Linked DNA regions of Zea mays: region 1 is linked to region 2. The links are chromatin contacts, called in public Hi-C maps. All regions are on one chromosome and are shown on one strand. Each heading gives the region's core, a stretch centred on a gene start, on an enhancer-like site or on the middle of the called end of the contact. The rest is flanking DNA. Distances are from core to core; before and after follow the strand shown. Region 1 holds the start of LOC606448. Region 2 holds the start of LOC100192964.

The links. A called contact is a pair of places that touch in the nucleus more often than the background predicts.
Region 1: a Hi-C map of tassel shows a contact between it and region 2, with 2.7 times the contacts expected there. The contact joins the promoter of LOC606448 here to the promoter of LOC100192964 in region 2. A contact is called at or near these places in 4 of 25 Hi-C or Micro-C datasets (ear, endosperm, leaf and 1 more).

What each region holds. Positions count from the first base shown.
Region 1 is chr8:69,576,946-69,580,016 of Zm-B73-REFERENCE-NAM-5.0, forward strand. It overlaps LOC606448, which reads left to right and starts at 1,277. Exons shown (of 4, transcript NM_001112316.1): 1 at 1,277-1,875; 2 at 2,181-2,439; 3 at 2,827-3,031. The coding sequence starts at 1,316. The coding sequence ends at 2,997.
Region 2 is chr8:69,004,812-69,007,723 of Zm-B73-REFERENCE-NAM-5.0, forward strand. LOC100192964 reads right to left here and starts at 1,416. Exons shown (of 11, transcript NM_001138140.1): 1 at 1,305-1,416; 2 at 1,178-1,224; 3 at 987-1,047; 4 at 459-500; 5 at 310-377. The coding sequence starts at 1,361.

The DNA of each region.
Region 1 (3,071 bases), core at 27-2,526, 570 kb after region 2:
CGCCGACCGGCGACGGCGACCGCCCGCGATTTGTTTACTCGTCTCGCTCACCTCCGCCTCCGCGAGGAGCTCCTTTTTCTCTATCCAACCATACCCTCACCAACTCCCCCTGTCTCGGTTTGCGTGGAGAGAGAAAGGGAGGGAGCGAGAAGTCAAGCCGGAGCCGGGAACAGCTCAACACCACGGGCCGCGGTTTCTGAAAAGGAGAGGCGTGGTGGGAAGGGGAGGGGGAGCGGGAGGGGGGCGAGCCAGCCAGAGAGCCGTACGCGAAGCAAGCAGCCCCCTGCATCTAGATCAGGCGTTCTGCTCGCACCGCCGCCGCCGCCGCCGCCGCCGCCGCTTCCTTCTCTCACCGACGCTAATTGGAGATCACGTCTGGGCCTGGCTGCTCGTCTTCCGTCCTGGGTAAGGAAGCCTTTGCTTGCTTGGACGGGTTGCTGGTTCGCTTGCTTTGTCCTGCACAAGAAGAATCCGATCCGTCCAGCTAGCTTGCGGATTCCCGTCCTGGGCGTCTGCGCGGTGGAGTGGATTGATGGTAGCAGTAAATTTGCGGGGTTCAGTTGATCCCCCCATGGCTGTTAGTTAGGCCCGCCTCAGAAATGTCTGGTTTCCTTGGTGATCTTCTAAGTTCTTAGAGTCTGTACCTTTAGGCTTTAGCTTTGGATCTTGCTCTCCTTCAATTTGGATCGCTGCTCCGGGAGAATGTTTCAGTTTAGCCTGCTCTATGGGTTAGCGTGAGCATGTATTGATTGATCTTGAGCTGAGCTGACGCACGCCTCGCATCACGTTGTTTTGCAGGTACAATTCGATTGATGACCTCATCAGGGAAGAATGTTTTGCAGTCTTACATGAGTTAAAGGGATAGAAAGTGCAACAACCGTGGAATAAAGGACTCGTGCTTTTGAGTAATTCAGGAGGAGTACATGCATCACGAAGCCTTGATTCTGGAATGGTGTCCAGTCGAAGGAACAGTGGGATTATCCTACGGGAAGGGTCGGTTAGGGACTGGTCCGAGTTCAACAATCCCTCGCCGTCCCCAAAACTGCTGTACTCACAGTCCTATGTCGCAATGAGGGGGTTGCTGGCCTCAGTGATCTCCTTGGACTTTTTCCTGCTGTCGAGCAAGCTAAAATCTGTGTGCGCGGCTATGACTTCCCAGAGGCATGGCCGATCACAGGAGAGGTCAAAATCAAAGGGGTTGACCTGCAGGAGAGTTGCAGTCCATCTGCTGTTCTTTTTCATGGTTGGCATTTTCATTGGGTTCATGCCTTTGTTCTCTGTCGATGTTTACAAGAAAATAGTATCCGAAAACGAGAGGCTTCCGTTCCATGATGGTGTGATTGAGGCGGAAATGATGGGCACCAAAGTTAAGGAGTTGGAGACAGTTGTAGTAGAGAAAGAGGTCGAACTGATTGACGAGCCTCAGGTTCAAGAGAGCCCTCCAGTTCCTGCAATGTTGGATGATGAGGCAGATTTTGCTGAATCTTCACCTGCATTACCTGCTATTGAAGAATCTGACATTCCTGTGAAGAAGCTGCTGATAATCGTGACGATCACTTCTGTTCGGCCACAACAGGCATATTACTTGAATCGGCTAGCCCATGTTTTGAAAGCTGTACAGGCACCTCTTTTATGGTTGGTGGTGGAATGGCCTGAACAGTCCTATGAAACAGCAGAAATTCTGAGGTCTTCTGGGGTTATGTACAGGCATCTTATATGTAGAAAGAATACCACGAGTGTACGAAAGATTGCTGTATGTCAAAGGAATAATGCAATCTATCATGTCAAAAGGCATCACCTTGATGGTATAATGCATTTTGCTGATGAAGAGCGGTCATACTCAGCTGATGTATTTGAAGAAATGCAGAAGATCAGGTCAGAGCTCTCTACCACATTTTTTTGCCTGTACTGATATATCTGTAATGAACTTATTGTCTACAAATTGTTTTGATGATTCATAATAAACAGTTAAATGTAGTTTTATATTGACATATAAGATTGTAAGCATCACATAGCCTTGATTAGTTTAATTGGAATGATGGAGCTAGAGAACCACAGTGCTCCCTCAAACTGCTAACCAGAAGTTTCAGGTCAAAACTCAAGATCTGCTAGCCATATTTCGGTAGAACTAAACGAGACAATCTGGCTTCCCTTCTCATGAGACGTGCTATGTTTTTCAGGCGCTTTGGCTCATGGCCTGTAGCAATCCATGTTGGAACGAAGTATAGGGCAGTTTTGGAAGGCCCTATTTGCAAAGGAAACCGAGTCATGGGATGGCACACAGTCCAGACGGTTCAGAAGAAGAGTTCGACTCGTCGATTCCCAATTGGCTTCTCTGCATTTGCTTTCAACAGCACAATGTTGTGGGACCCTCAAAGATGGAACCGCCCACCTATGGATTCTGTTATGGTCCACTCAGGTGGAAGAGGTGGTTTGCAGGTGAGTTTGTTTGGATATTTGAACTGTAATGGTAGGGAGGCTGCAGTAATTTTTCACATAGTTGATGGAACTCTTGTGTAAAGTCAGGACTCATCTATGTTGAAGGTTGGTCCTAGTTGCTACTTAGCGAAACTTCAGTTTACAGCTCTCCATTCTTATAAAAATGGCCAATGTCGTGGTGGAAGTGGAACAACATACCGTAGAATTTGGTTCTGCAATAAAATAATAGATTAACAATGGAGGCAAAATTAATAGATAAAAACCATAAGTGTGACATGTGTCGCCACAAATTGCAAGTATCGCCACCAATTGCAAATGCACCATGGCCATCTTTCCTGACATAGAACGAAGCAATGTGGTCTGACCTGACATATGTTTTTTTTGCAGGAATCACGATTTATAGAAAAGCTCGTTAAGAACGAGCGCCAGGTAGAGGGTCTTCCGGACAATTGCAGTCGGGTTATGGTCTGGAATTTCAACCTGGAACCTCCTCGAGTCAACTACCCCACAGGCTGGGCACTATATAAGAACCTAGAACCGGACATGCCTGTGACATAGTTTCCTGCCGCTGCCACTGTGCCTGCTTCTAGAGGTGATTTCTCCCAGCAAGGCAGAGAAGTTTGGAGCACACG
Region 2 (2,912 bases), core at 166-2,665:
GATGCTTAATATAGTAAATAGAAAGAGATTGGCATGTGAGGCCTACAAAGCCATCCACAACTATTATACTGTTACAAAAACATCTGACACCCATACATTCACTGAGGATTGTTTACTGTATTGGGAAAGTCAATTGTGATCCCAAAAACACAGGATTCAGAGAAAAGAAGCTTGTTGATAAGGTAGAGAAATAAAACACATTTGCAACATCGGAAATCTTTCCTGATAGTAAGTGAACCAAATGCTGTGAATGCCCAAGGATGGACTTTTCTTTTAATCAAATTTTACTGTGTTCAAGTTGGAAAGTACCTGTCACCCTTCGGTTTTCTCCTCCGATCTCCTGTACTAAACTCTGCCATCCTGTACTCACAACGAACCTGCATACAGAACTCCCTCAGGAACACAGCACAAAGAACAGCCTCTAACAAAATAATGCACTTGGAGGAGTGAAACTTTACCAAAGCCTCCTTGCTGTTTACTTGCTGACCTTTGTTCTGAACCTGAAAGAGCAATCAAAGAGCATGAACTTGTTATTTGGTTACACTGAAAAGTAAATTGAAGGTACAACAAAGCAATAGAAGGTGAAGCCCCCTGGTGTTTAGTAGTCTGACAGGAAGTAAAGAACATGAGTGATTGAAATCTCCATAATTCCAAGTTCTCCAGTACATCTCAGGAATGAACATTGTGTACGTATAAACAAATAATGTGCTACTGGCAATAGGCCAGTATGGATCCTAGTGGTTTTCACACTGTTCATGCATATAGAAAATTTAAACAATAGGCAAGTCAGTTTTTCCAAATGATCCCCAATTTCACTAGGAAAAACTACTGAAGATTAGATCAAAGTCGATGTTGGTTCAGAGAATTCGACCGACCATATAGTACACGAGTAAATGGAAACCCCCTCTAAGAGGCATTTCCTCAAACACGCAGTGCACATGACTCTGGTGGACACCGAGATACACAAGTAGGATAACGGGAATCACCTCTCGCGGGCCGTAGACGGCGGCGATGACTCTGGTGTTGCCCATCTCGAACAGCGCCGACCTGCGCAGAGCAACAAACACCAGCAGAACCGATCAAAAGTGAGCACCGTACCGCCGTCCCAACCCTTATCGAATAGCTAGCTGTTCGTTTCAACCCAGTCCATCAGAGTCGGGAGAGATTCTTAACTCACCCGTCTGCGCGCGCAACGACGCCGACCTCGCCCTTGAGTTGCCGCATCTGCGTGATGTCCAGCACCGGGTGAGATAGGGCTGTTCGCGTGAACCGCGCGTAGGGGAAAGCGGGCGAGGATGCATCACCTCGTTGGGGCGGCGGCCGTCGACGCGGAAGCCGGTGAGGGGGTTCACGTACTCCATCGCCGGAATCGCCGCTGTATCTCCGTGTCCGAACGACGCGCCGCACCGAGGTGAGCGAACAAGTGAGGCGAGCGAGGGTTTTTGTTGGGTTTTCTCAGAGAAGAGAGTCGTGCTGTCCCATCGCCGTGCCCCTGGAGGCCTGCACCCGCGGTGTCCCTGTCACCCGAGCCTTTTTTTTGTCGAGCCTGAAGGCGGAAATTTGGATCTCAACTACCCAAGCCCAACTCTATTCAGAGTCCCCAAGCCCAACTCTATTCAGGTCTGTTTGGGTGTACGCTTGAATTGTGTTCATGAAAATGGAGGTCCAATTCCATAGCCAATTGTATTGGAAATGTTGTGACATCGATTAACTTGACATCGAGACACCATAAAAGAACATACACCATAAAGTCTCGTAAAGTGCTACTAAGGGACCGGGACCCACTAGGCCCTAGGGCCTCTGATGCCTTAGGGCCTCCCCTTGTCCTTAGTGCCTCTTGGGTCCCATTTGCTCCGAAGGATTCAAGTGCTCAGAACAACTCATCACTCGGAACATCGAACACTTAACACCACTTAGATGTTTGGGGGCTCTCTGCTGGTCCCAAGGTCCCTAAGAGCATCTCTAATAGCTCTCCAGAAAACGACTCCTCAAAATCAGTTTTAAGGGACATCTAAATAATTAGTGGGGGTAGATTTTAATCATTTCTCCAATAGATCCATTAAAGCGACAGATTGTTTCTGGAGAGCCAAAAAACTCCTCATTTGTAGCTACAAATGAGAGAGTTTTAAGGGCTATAAAAATGTTGGGAGCGCTTTAGGGGAACCGTTGGAGACACATTTTTGTGTTTTTTCAAAAAAATTGGATTTAGGGGAGACTTTTGGGGAGTTATTGGAGATGCTCTAAGAGCAACTCCAATAGTTATGTAAATTTTAGCTCTCTAAATCACAGATTTAAGAAGTTGCTAAATAACTTTGGGAGTAAAAAATGTGAGTTCTCCAATAGTTCTCTAAATATAGGTTGTAGTTTTGTTTTGTATCTATCCACATAAAAAAATAAAAGTCACAAATGTCATCAATTACCTTCATTATCTACATAATGCAGCAAACATTTTTGTTTAGGGAGTTGCTAAACGATTGCCAAATGTAGAGATGAAATAAGGTTAGATGAGAAGTTGTTAAATTTAGAAAGTTCATTTAGAGAACTGTTGGAGATGAGTTTTTGTGTTAACTACTTAAATTGTTGATTTAGGAAGTCTATTAGAGAACTACTGGAGTTGCTCTAAGGTCCTCACCCTCTCATTATGTGAGCGAACATGCTCTAAACCCTTTGAGACCCAAAGCCTTGTGGGAACAAGGGACTTGATGCGAACTAAGTACAATCCTGTCATAAGGCTGAAGGATGTGTCTAGACCCACTAAGGACATTACAACCCTGAGGTCGAGACCCCCAATTAAAAGGTCTTCTAATAAGTCTATAGCGGTTGTTTATTGAATAAGTATTAGGTGTGATGTGCGCCATTACAGCCCTGAAAAGCGCGGTGTTGCCATGACTTAGGTTGTAGGGTACTCGAGA